Regions from separate parts of the Triticum aestivum genome. Here region 2 is linked to region 1. The links are chromatin contacts, called in public Hi-C maps. All regions are on one chromosome and are shown on one strand. Each heading gives the region's core, a stretch centred on a gene start, on an enhancer-like site or on the middle of the called end of the contact. The rest is flanking DNA. Distances are from core to core; before and after follow the strand shown. Region 1 holds the start of LOC123059940. Region 2 holds the start of LOC123060012 (TOM1-like protein 6).

Region 1 (5,805 bases), core at 844-3,343:
TAGAAAGAATAACAAAATACGAATACAGTGATAATAGCACTCATTTCATGTGATAAAAGGAAAAAAGAGAAGCTTCCCTGATTTTCATGGCTACATCACTAACTTTCAGGATTTGAACCTCAACCTGTTCTAGAAAGCCCACATCCCGGTTTCTATTACACGATTCGCAAATCCAAATACTTTCTTTGGTATGTATGCAGTACATTTTACAGATCACACGACTACTCCACAATCTAAAACAGAGAAACATCTCATAACTCATAAGTACAAAGTAGATGAACCAAGAGCAACCTATATATCATTCCTGTGAGAAATAACTAAGCAGGGATTTATCGGAAGAAACAATAAATGACAGCTGATAAGAGTGCTGCCTTTCAATTTCTTTGGCAAATGCTTTCCAGAAAGAAATAAGAAAAGGCTATATTTATTGTGCCCTACATAGCTCAATTAACAGAATCAATATAGATCAAATTCGTTTGGCCGTTTCATCCAAGTTTCAAACTAAATTAATTTAGACAACACAGAAGCTAATACCTGTGTATGAGTAGCAGCTCATATCTCTGAATGCTCTTGCAACGGTTAGCTGCCCATCAACTGATGGCACATCTTCTGCAAATGATACATGTTTGGAATTGAATTAAATTAATTGTACAAACATGGCAAGACTGGAGTTATGTCTATTACCACCAAGTAATAAAGTGCCATTACAATATTCTCCTATGAGCGATGTAGAAGGAATGATGATGTGGGGTAGAATATATAGTCATGACATATTAATTCAGATCAGACAAAAGAGGAAACATCAAAGAAAATCAAAGAGAGCTGTAATGTTCATTCCTTGCTGCTGTTTAAATAACCTGATAGAACTAATCAATCTTTGTAATGGCTGTAACCAACAACTATTGCTATAGTAAATCAAGACTAATTTTTAACAGCCACTAATTTCCAGTATAGATTAACAATCTTAGTAATCCAAAGTAACATCACACAAACCCATATATGTGGAATAATATAGCAACCTATTGATCTGCTTATCCGCGCTCACCCTTCGTTCTGATTATATGTACTTACAACAACAGCTTAGTTGCTTCCACTAATCAAAGTGATTGATTAATGTAATGTTGGCACAAAAAATGCACTAAAGAGTTATCAAGTAATACATTGAGATTCGCTTCAACTGTTGACCTTCTCAACTTACTGACTTGCCTCATCATCCTATTATGCCAGACATAGTAGAGTTAGATAAAAAATTGATGCAAGGAGAGTGCAAAAGCTCTGGCACAAACACATATCAGTATATCACCGACCATCGGCTGCAGCTCGTCCATCAACTTTTGTTTATAATTTTTTAAGTTGTTTCACGGCAGGAGCAACCTTCATTTTCTTAATAGTACTAACTAACAAGGTGTAGAGACACATTAATCTGTTCAATCACCGGTTGGTAGAGAAAGAGGGATCCAAGTACTGCAGAGAGGAAAAGTGTGAGCGCACCTGAGGGGGTGAAGATCCAGTCGATGGTGGCCGCGCCGGTGATTACAAACAGGAGATGGAAGATCGGCGCCCTTGCCCTCGCTCGGTAGCCGATCCCCATCGCTACCTCCTCGCAGCCTCCACGAACAACACGAGACTCCTCCGCCGGAAGCCGCCTGCCGATTTAGCTGGATCAATACGCCGCCATCGGCGAGGGTGCGTACGGCCTCCGTCCCAGCTGCCGCGCCGATCCGAGCCAGCGTGGGAGGAAAGGGAAAGGTGGGGAAGGGAGGGGGGGAGGAGCTGGCGGACGGACGGACGGACGGACCTGCAGGGTGTGGGCCGGGAGCTGCCAGCCGTGCTTCCGCGCCATGGCGCCCTCTCCTCCGGTCGCCGGGTCGCCTCCCCGGCGGCGGCGGCAGGCCAGCTCCCCGCTGCTGTTGGGGTGGGCTGCGTGCTCTCCCGCTGGCGATGCTCATGCCGGCCGGTTACATGGGAGAGAGGCCGCGTGTGTGGGCTTCAAACCCGAGGGGTGTGGCGGCGGAGGCGGAAGGAGAGGGTTGGAAACGAGAAAGGTCAAACCCCGAGCCGTTTTCGCAGGGAAGGAAAGGATCCATCGCAAATTTAGCTAGGCAGGCGTTATCTGCGGGAGAGATATCCAGTGAAGCCGTTTGCTCTCGCGTGAGTGCGCGGTCCAGCGCCGACGTGGCTAGCGCGGGCGTTCGCCCTTGATGCGCAGTTGAATGTGTTTAATTTGAGAAGCTAATCCTTAACTAGTGACTTCGCTTTGCGGCGTGGGGTAAGCAAAATCGTGCTGTTTGGGCCGGTCCAGTGCGGGGCACATGCGCCCTGATTTTTTTTTCCTGTTGCTTCTTTTCTCATTTATGATAAATGTACATAAAATTGAAAAATGCTTGGAATTTTTAAAAATGGTCACCTGTTTGGAAATAATTTTCCTTAATTCAATTCTTTTTGGGGATTTCAAAAAATGATTGTGAATTTTAAGAAATGCCCAAAAACAATTATGAATTATGAAAAGACTAGATGATGCCCCGTGTGTTGCTGCTGCAACCTTGATAAAACATATGCGTAAACTGATGCTAGAAAAACTAAAACTATTGAAAAAAAATAAAAAATGCTCTCAAGATATATTTTGAAAACAATAAAGTATATGAAGCATAAAACAAAATGTTGTATAAAAGGAGAAATATATTTAATTGAAGTCAAATGGGATGCCATGTTAACAAAAATGTATAACATGACCTACCTATATTTGCTCCAAACGTACAACATATAAATATATTTAGGTCATGCTACAAAAATGTATAACATGGCCTTTTATGCCCGCACAAAAAAAGTGAATCAAATTGATATGCATGCTTGATGAGGTAGCATGATTGCATTAATAGATTAGTGCACAAATTGTAGCTTACGACCACATGCATGACTTGATGATGTCGCATGGTTGCGTGAAGGGAAAAATAGATAGTGGGTTGCAACTGTTTAAGAATAGAGGATTCATGGGTTTAAAAAAAGGTTATTTAAAAAAGCATTCATCAATTTGAAAATTGTTCCTGAATTTCAAAAAAGATTCCAAACATCAAATTGTTCTCAGATTTTAGAAAATCATTCAAAAATTTGAAAATATCCTCAGATCTCAAATACTATTCATGAATATCCTACTACTGAGTGTAGTTACTCCCACTTTTGTTCCATACGTTCTAGATAGTATCTATCATATTGAAGAGTATGTACGCATAGTAGTATATAAGAATGTTTAGGTAATATATATACTACTTTTTTTGATAGCATGTACCATATTTTGTACATACTCATTTCACGTACAAATGTGTACGTATTTCACAAATACAATAAAACTATGAGCTCACTTGCAATTTTTTCATATGACTCACTTTAGAGTATCTTAAATATAGTATATGAACATATTAAAAATAACAAAGTAGAGTATATAGTACCACATGGTAGTATATGAGAAATAGGTGTAACTACACCCAGTAGTAGTATCTTAAATATAGTTCAAGAATTTGGAAAATGTCGCCAAATTAAAAAAAATTCAAACATTCTCAGATTTCTAAAATCGGTACGATCTTCTAAAAATACAAAATTTTGATATGTTCCAATTTTCTAAAAATATAAGGATTTTGAAAAAAAAAACATAAAATTTTAAATAGAATAAAAACAAGAAAAGGTAAAAAAAATCGAACAGAAAATGAACAAACAGAAAATCCTAAAATAAATCATAAACTAAACAAAACAAGAAACCAGTTGAAGAAGGTTCTAGAACCTTTCCAAAACTGATTGGATCACGGTAAATGTACCGACCAATTGTAGCAACGCCTTGTAGGACAGGGTGCGCCATTGGGTGGTATTCCTCGTGTAACACAAAGAATAGGATTTACATCGCCACCGCACCAACCGCCCACCGGATCTACGTCGCCTCGGTCACCTCCCGACCGGATCCGTTGTCGGCCGCCCACATTGCTTGCCCGTGTCGCCACTGCCCTCTGCTTCCTCCCGTGTCACCTTTCCCTGCACATCTGCATCAAGCGCTGGGGTGGAGCAACTTATGACTTATAATTTGGGGTGATTTATAAGTTGGATCCGTTTGGCAAAATAAGTCACCTTTTTCACTTTTCGACTTATAAGTTGGTGACTTATTTGAAATCAAACAGGGCTTAAAACAGGTCATCGACCAGTGAAGCATGAACCAGTTCTTGTTATGAATGGTGGAACTCCTTAATACCAAACAGACAAAGAGGTACATCTATCTATGAGGATACCATTCTTGCTATGAGACACATACCCAAACAATTTGCTGCAGAAATCATCATTCTTGGAAGCTGGAACAACCATCAATACGAGCATGGAGATATTATCTTAAACAAGACATGATTCTTCTCAAGCACGGGATAAAGAATAAGCATGCATACAATTTCTCACAGTGGATAGACAATAACTTATAAACTGATGATCTTTATGCCTAAAACAGGCACCGAGTAGTCTTTTTCTTGTTTCTTCAGACCCTTCTGGGGGTCTTTTTGTAAATTTGTATTATTATTATATTAATAGAAAAATACTGTAGAACTATTGTCCTGCGGTCAGGGTTTAAAAAAAAAGCGTGAACCGGTCCGGTCCATGTCAACCAGTCCAAGCCGCCTCCATCGTAATTCGATATGCCTTTCGGCTCAAGGCGAGCCTCACCTCAACTATGTGTTGAACTTTTTGACCCATGTGCACTAACATTTTCTTGCGCCTTAGGGGAATGATAACAGAACACCGTCGTCGTGTGTTAAATGGGCTCAGCCCGTAGTCTCTCTTTTACTTTGTGCGATGGGGATTTGTTCTAGGCAGTCCTCAGTTTTTTTTTTTTTTGCGAATAAGGCAGTCCTCAGTTGTTGTTTGGCTCATTTTTAGTTTCATCATGTTGTTGTTTGGAATATCTCCATGCTTTTATTATTTTCAGAAAAAACAATTAAACATGCATAAATCATGTAAATTCAATCGTTGCTCAGATCGCAAAGAATTCTACATGAAATTTGGTTAGAAAAATGTCTAGATCATGATTATGTTGTTTGCATCCATCTTTGACCTGCTAACATGGTGTTTTCATTTAATTTTCATTAGTTCTTTAAATAACTTGCCTAATGTTCATTTTAAGTACGAGTGGTGGGTCCTTGAGTCAGACCGCTTGTAGTCCGCCACGCCGAGGTTGTAGCATCTTCTCATGGTGGTTGCCCTCTCCTGCGAGCGGAGCGTGCAGATCGTCACCGACGGTGAGCCATCTGGTGGGGAAGGGCCGCGGCGAGTATATGCTGCCCTCGCCATAGCTGCATGTTGCGTGTTGTTGTGGCAGAGCACGAGCTGTGTGTGTCTGCGGCAAGAAGAGGCTGCTCTCACCGGAGCTGCAAGCTGCGCATGATTATTTTGCCATGGATTTGTGTCATTTGGAAAGAAGCACAAAAAAGAGGAAGATAGATTGTGTTTGGAACTTTGGGTAGAAAAATTGAGTGGAGGAGGACGTCCCGTGAAAAAGATAAGTTAAATGCCAGAGCAGTGCGTGGGCTATCAGCCGCGAGCCCACTGCGCGGGGCAATCGGCGCTGGCTTCGGCCGGTGGGCCGGTTGTTGAACCTTTCTATACATACCCTCCCAGAGCATTTATGTAGGGAATCGGCCAGCCATTATATTTTTCTTCTCGCTCGCACCGTGTATATTTGGATTGCTTACCATATGTGTCATGTAGTTGTTTACACCCAGTACATACTGCATGTGCAAGATTCAAGTGCCGCAGGTGTATCATGATTTTGGAAGCTTC
Region 2 (5,805 bases), core at 1,927-4,426, 520 kb before region 1:
TGTTGAACTGACAAATCCCATGAGCTTTTGTTGATTTGAACGACTTTGGCTGACAAGCTCAGTAACAATTTCATCTTTAACAGCCTGGCATCACCAATAATTGAATAGGTTATTTCATGCAATTCACCAAACTAGCCATGCAATTTTCTTTTAAATATTCGGTTTACCATGCGATCAGCAGGATTCAAAGCATTCACCATATCACTCAGTAATTCTGTTGCATCTCTAATATTATCCAGATCCCCTGAACTGGAGCAGAAAAGAGATAACAAGTTATAACCATTAAATGGAGCAATAGAACAGATAGCTCAGGCAAGAAAAGCTCAAGGAGTTGAATATGGAGTACTAGAGAAGAAATGCAACCTCAGCGTTTCAACATCAGATGCCATTCTGTCATTTAGACTTCCAGTGGGATATGCAGGTGAACCATATGGCTGAGACTGATGCGTCACAGGAGGAGTAAATATTGGAGGGGCATCCATAGGACGGCGTGGGAACATTACTCCTGACCTCTGTAAAAGATGTCACCTTAGCTGATATAATTAAAGCCCAGTAGCTTGTCCCCAAAATAGTAAGACGTGAGCATTATCTGAGGCTGAACTACTTGTACTTTAAACTTTTCTCTCAGGGCATGTTCTTGGCTCCACAGAAATGTATACTGGACTGGTTCTGTTGAAAAGTGTGAGGTTTACACTGGGGGAAAATTTGCAGCCATACCTTTAGTTCAATGTATGACCAATAATACTGTGGATATTTGCCCCCAGGTCCACCAAATGCTTCTTGCCATGAGTCCAGCAGTATCAATATCTTATCCTTCACTTGCATATCGTGCTGGATATTCAGAAAATAAGCATTCCAAAAGACTTAGGACTACGTTTGATTGTTTTCCATTAGTACAAAGAAACAGAAGACAGAAATCAAAGTAAGAAATATAACCACAAAATGGCAACGCAAAATATATGATCCATTATGGATGAATCGCAGACATGACTGTTACCATGTTACCCAATAACAGTTAGCAAGTTCACCTGAAGAAGAGTGATGGTTGAGACTCAAACACACAAAATAACAGGGATTGGCCAAAAGGGTTCTTATTGTATTTGTGATTTTACCAAGTATGTCTAACATGAGAGTTCATAACATTCATTCATAAAGTTCTAAATGACATGACAAAATTATCTGTCACTAAATATTTTTTGGATAACCAAGTAAACAAGCATACAAAAATGGATGTAGCCAAATTGTGTTGAACACTGAGAAATATCTGGAAATGACTTAGAAGGATGAAGGATCAAAGGAGGGTATACCTTCTTCTGAACAATTTTAACCATTTCTTGTAAAACATGCAGCTCAGCAACTTCAGAATGAACATATTCACCACAGTTCTTCATCATTGTCTCCAAGAGCTGCAAAGAATTTTATAACCAGTGTCAACAATAAAAGTAGCCCATGAAGTTATCTTGGTGGGATAAATAACTTGACTTATTGCTTTCTTAAGTTAACAATCTTACAGTGGCAGATAAGTATAATAGTATCTGAATTACTTCTAACAAACTAAAACTGACCAGAAAAACAAATCTAGAGTTTTCACAGCAAATCATTACAGAAAACTACCAATAACACATATTATTAGAAATACGCACCGTCAAAGTGAAAAACTGAACTTTCGGGTCCTTATTCTGCAGCCGCTTCTTTACTGCTTTTACCGCATCTTTTGTTTGCCTGATAAAGGATTTGCAAATATATTAGCATCCGGTAAGGTAAAGCTTCTCTGCGAATACATAAGTTAATCTGGATGTCCTCCAATCAGTACATTTACACAAACACACCATAATCCAAAGGTTTATTTATTTGGAATCCTCTATTGAAACATAATGGCAATAAATCATAAGCAATTATATAGTAATCTGGATGCCTTCCCACATATGAATACCCCAGCACAATAGAAGTTCAAACACATTTCCATCATGAACAGCTGTGGTGCAGTTTGGTTCCGACAGATCATTGCCCAACAGGCTAGGCTAGGCATCAAAATTAGACAGGAAGTTTCTTAGTGCTATGGATAGCTTATCAATCATATTTTCTCGACCACAGAACTACTCCCTCCGTTCCATATTAGTTGTCGCCTCAAACGGATGTATCTAGCACTGAAATACATCTAGATACATCCATTTCAGAGACAACTAATATGGAACGGAGGGAGTACTACCATTAGAATCGATATCTTGATTGGCATGAATGGCAAGCAAGCTACTGTGCACACCATTGCTGGAGCCATATAATGAACGGTCCTGTATGCATATTCCGTCATAATCCTTGGCGACATCTCACCTGACGCTCCAAAAGGACCATACCTGAGCTCGAGCTTCAGTTTCTCAGCTCAGCCTAAGTTGAAGAAACTATGAAACGTGCCACCGCAAGCTAAAAGTAACCTACACGCGTCTGCTTAGTACTTGCAGCCCATATTATAGTTGCATAACAGAGTAATAACTAATAACCACTAGAAAATTGTCCGAGGTAACAACAGGCTAGAGGCCACTTCCTACCAATCAACTCAAGCCACCTCGAATCAATTAGCTAGCAAGAATTCCCAAATAGATTGCAATTTTGACCCAAAAGCCGCCCCAATCGATCGGGTCAACGGCCCCCCGAAGCCAAAAACCCCGCCGCCAGCCACGAGCGACGCAACAACAGCAAGGACAAAGCAACAAGCCTCGCGCGCGGGACAAATCCCAAATCCCCCACCACCGTAATTCTCCCCACTCAGCGGCAAGCACCAAAAGCGAAACAACCATAGCAGGAGGCGGGCGGGGGGAGAAGGGAAGGGGAGGCGACGATCAGTAGCAGTAGTCACCATCGGTCGGCGTTGAGGGTGTCGCATATTTCGAGGTTGACGGCCCAGTCGGGCCCCTGCAGCAGATGGCTGGTGGCCTTGTCCACCCGCGACGCCGCCGGCAGCCGCGACCCCGGCCGCGGGGCCGTCCCCACCGGGTACATCGCCGGAGGCCCCTTAGCTTGCCTAGCTTCGCGAAACCGCCTCCCGCGGGCAGCCTGGTCCTTCCGGCGGCGGCGGTCGCTTGGGGCTTGGGGAAGCGCAGCTCCTCTGACGTATTCTCGGCGCCTCCTTTTACGAGGAGAGGAGGAGGGGAGGCGAGGATGGCAGGTGGACTAGCCAAATTGGAGGAGGCGACGAAAAGCGGATTGGGCGCGTTTATCCACCTGAGGCCGCGCGGGTGTACGTCCATGACGGGTGGGTCCGGAGGCCACGTGGCGGCGGTTGCGCGGGGTGGTCGGGGCTCGGAAGGTGCCGGAGGCGAGGCGAGGCGAGACGGACTGGGGTTACTTACCGGTTTGGGTTTAAGCGGGTTTTTGCTTTGGCTCGGTCGGTCGTCTTGTGCGGGAACGGGGTTTATCCGCGCACGCGCTGACGGTCCTTGCGTTGCGTTGCCGTCTTTGGTTAGACCGATGAAAAGTACGCAAAAGGGGCTTCTGCACTGAGAGCTTTTCATTGATCAGCAGATGGTTAAAGGCTTAAAAAAGCTCGTATAGAAGTTTTTTTAACATAATATAGACGCAAGTGCTCATATATACGCGCATATACTTATCCGTATGACTATAAATGCACACACGCACACACTACATTTATGAGCACCTTCGAGGCACTGAGCCGGCATGTCATCCCGAGATTTTACTAGGTCACACCGTAGGCATCTCATAGTCGAGGGAAACATCTCCTCCTACTGAAGGCATATCGATGAAAATCCTAAAATAATTTGGAATAAGAGCATCTATAGCCGAACCTCTCAAACCCGCCTCATACACCCCGACGGGCTGCCCGGTCATGATTTTTTGACCCAGACGGGCCTCTTAAACGGCCCTCAAACGCTCGGGCTGACCGGCACCTTCTATATTCAGCCCAAATATGGGGCGAATATGGGGACGCCAGGGCACGCCCACCATGTCGGACTGGCGAAGGGGGCCCAGCCGGAAACGCTCTCAAACCGACGGTCCGAAGCTCGTCTCCTCCGTTAGATCGGCGGCGCCGCGTGGTGTAGCTCCGGCGGGCCGCGTAGTGCATTGCCCGACTATTTAAGTCGCTCGGCGGCACCTAAACCCTACCATCCATCCACATTTTCCTCCTCCTGTCCGCCGCCATCGCCACTTTACCCGTCCGCCTAGTAGCCATGCCCCTACGTCGTCGGGTGAGGAGCGAGCCATTTCTGACGTCGAAGCGCCGGCTCGAGCTCCTTGAGCGGATCCGGGCTAGGCGTGTAGCCCGGGTAGCCGCGGGGCTACCTCCGGATGCAGTGGATCCGGAGGAGGAGATGGAGGAGGAGGAGGATGTGGGGGACGCTGGCGATGGGGATCTGCAGGCGAAGCAGCAGGTCATCCTTGATTCCCTCCGGTCGGAGTCGGCAGCGGAAGCGGTCGTCATCAGGAGATGGAGACGCAAGAGGCCGTAAAGGAGGCGGGTATATCCACCTACATGGATGAGGTCGGGCAGGAGGAGGATGAGCCGGAGCCCTCCTACCCGCCCGTCCAACCGGCGCCGGGCACCGTCGTCGTGGACATCTCCAACGACGAAGAGTAGCTAGAGTAATACGTAGGATTCCTTTTACATGCTTTGTATGAATCTATGGAACGAAATATGGGAGATGTGGATATAAACTGGCTAATTTGAGGCGTAACCGGTCAGTGTACATGGACGCGTTCGCGAATGTTTGAAAGACCAAATTTGTAAAGTTCGACTATGAATGCTTTAAATGCAAGCCTCAGGATTTTAACCATAGGTTGGTTCGCAGCTCGTTTAGAAGTTGGGCGTGGCCAAAGTCTCGCGGTCGTGTGCGTCCATGGCAAGTAAACCTGGCTACGCCGTACATACAGCATCTATTTTTCTTGAACGTACGTCTAATTCTTCGACACGAAGGCTTTTTGCGAAAGGCTGGCAGCTCGTCCGTACGCGCGAAACACACGTAGGAGAATCCGTGAATGTTGGGTCGCCCATGCACAGCAAATGCACTCCTTTCTTTTTGCTGAACACCGCCCCCTAAACCCTAGTAGTAGGCATGGATGGAATCGATAAAGAATGCAGACGTCCACGTCTCAGCCAACCAGTCAAAGGGCCCAACATTCACGGGGCCGACACGTAACCGTCCTTTCCAAGCCTCCGTCCAGCCGGGAGGATTCCTGCTGCGGCGCTGCCTCCTTTTGCTTAATCCGATCATCGAATCGAATACTAGCTAAAGTATTCTGTACGTTGCCGGTCGGGTGGAGCATCCGGCCGTCATCATCACGCGTTTCATTCCCAACTAATCAGCTGATTAATGAGCTACGACCAGAGAATGATTGACTAATCAAACTCGAGAAATTAATTCGCTCGCAGTGGGACAGAAGGAGACGGCTCTCTTTTTTTTTCGGGGAAGAAGAAAGAGCGCCGTTGACCCTGTGAACAGCATCGACGGGAGAACGACAGGCAGCGGGATATTTTTTTTCATTATTGATTGAAATGAACACCCCGATTTCATAATCACACCGGCGAAGCAAAATCGCTGGCCATCGCAACGTTTTACATCCAGCAGGACTGACCACCCAGATGCATGCGAGGAAATTCAATGTGATGGGATTGTTGCTTTCGCCACGTGCATATGACGACTTCTCCGGCCGCCAAACCAGAACGAGTTCGTCGGTCCATGCGATCCGCCTCCGTTAAGTCGTCCGCTTTATCTTGACGTGATTTTTTTAACTGGAACATGCATTGCATAACTTAACCGGAACGCGCCCAAAGAAAACATGGTTAGAATCTTA

Evidence for each region. Hi-C and Micro-C count contacts between places; a contact is called where the count stands out from the background.
Region 2: a Hi-C map of leaf shows a contact between it and region 1, with 2.7 times the contacts expected there. The contact joins the promoter of LOC123060012 here to the promoter of LOC123059940 in region 1. A contact is called at or near these places in 2 of 5 Hi-C or Micro-C datasets (both in leaf).

The regions. Positions count from the first base shown.
Region 1 is chr1A:494,819,773-494,825,577 of IWGSC CS RefSeq v2.1, reverse strand. It overlaps LOC123059940, which reads right to left and starts at 2,093. Exons shown (of 7, transcript XR_006427663.1): 1 at 1,799-2,093; 2 at 1,492-1,646; 3 at 1,161-1,215; 4 at 535-609.
Region 2 is chr1A:495,342,538-495,348,342 of IWGSC CS RefSeq v2.1, reverse strand. LOC123060012 (TOM1-like protein 6) reads right to left here and starts at 3,176. Exons shown (of 9, transcript XM_044482576.1): 1 at 2,855-3,176; 2 at 1,644-1,722; 3 at 1,308-1,406; 4 at 718-831; 5 at 364-512; 6 at 168-249; 7 at 1-84. The coding sequence starts at 2,997.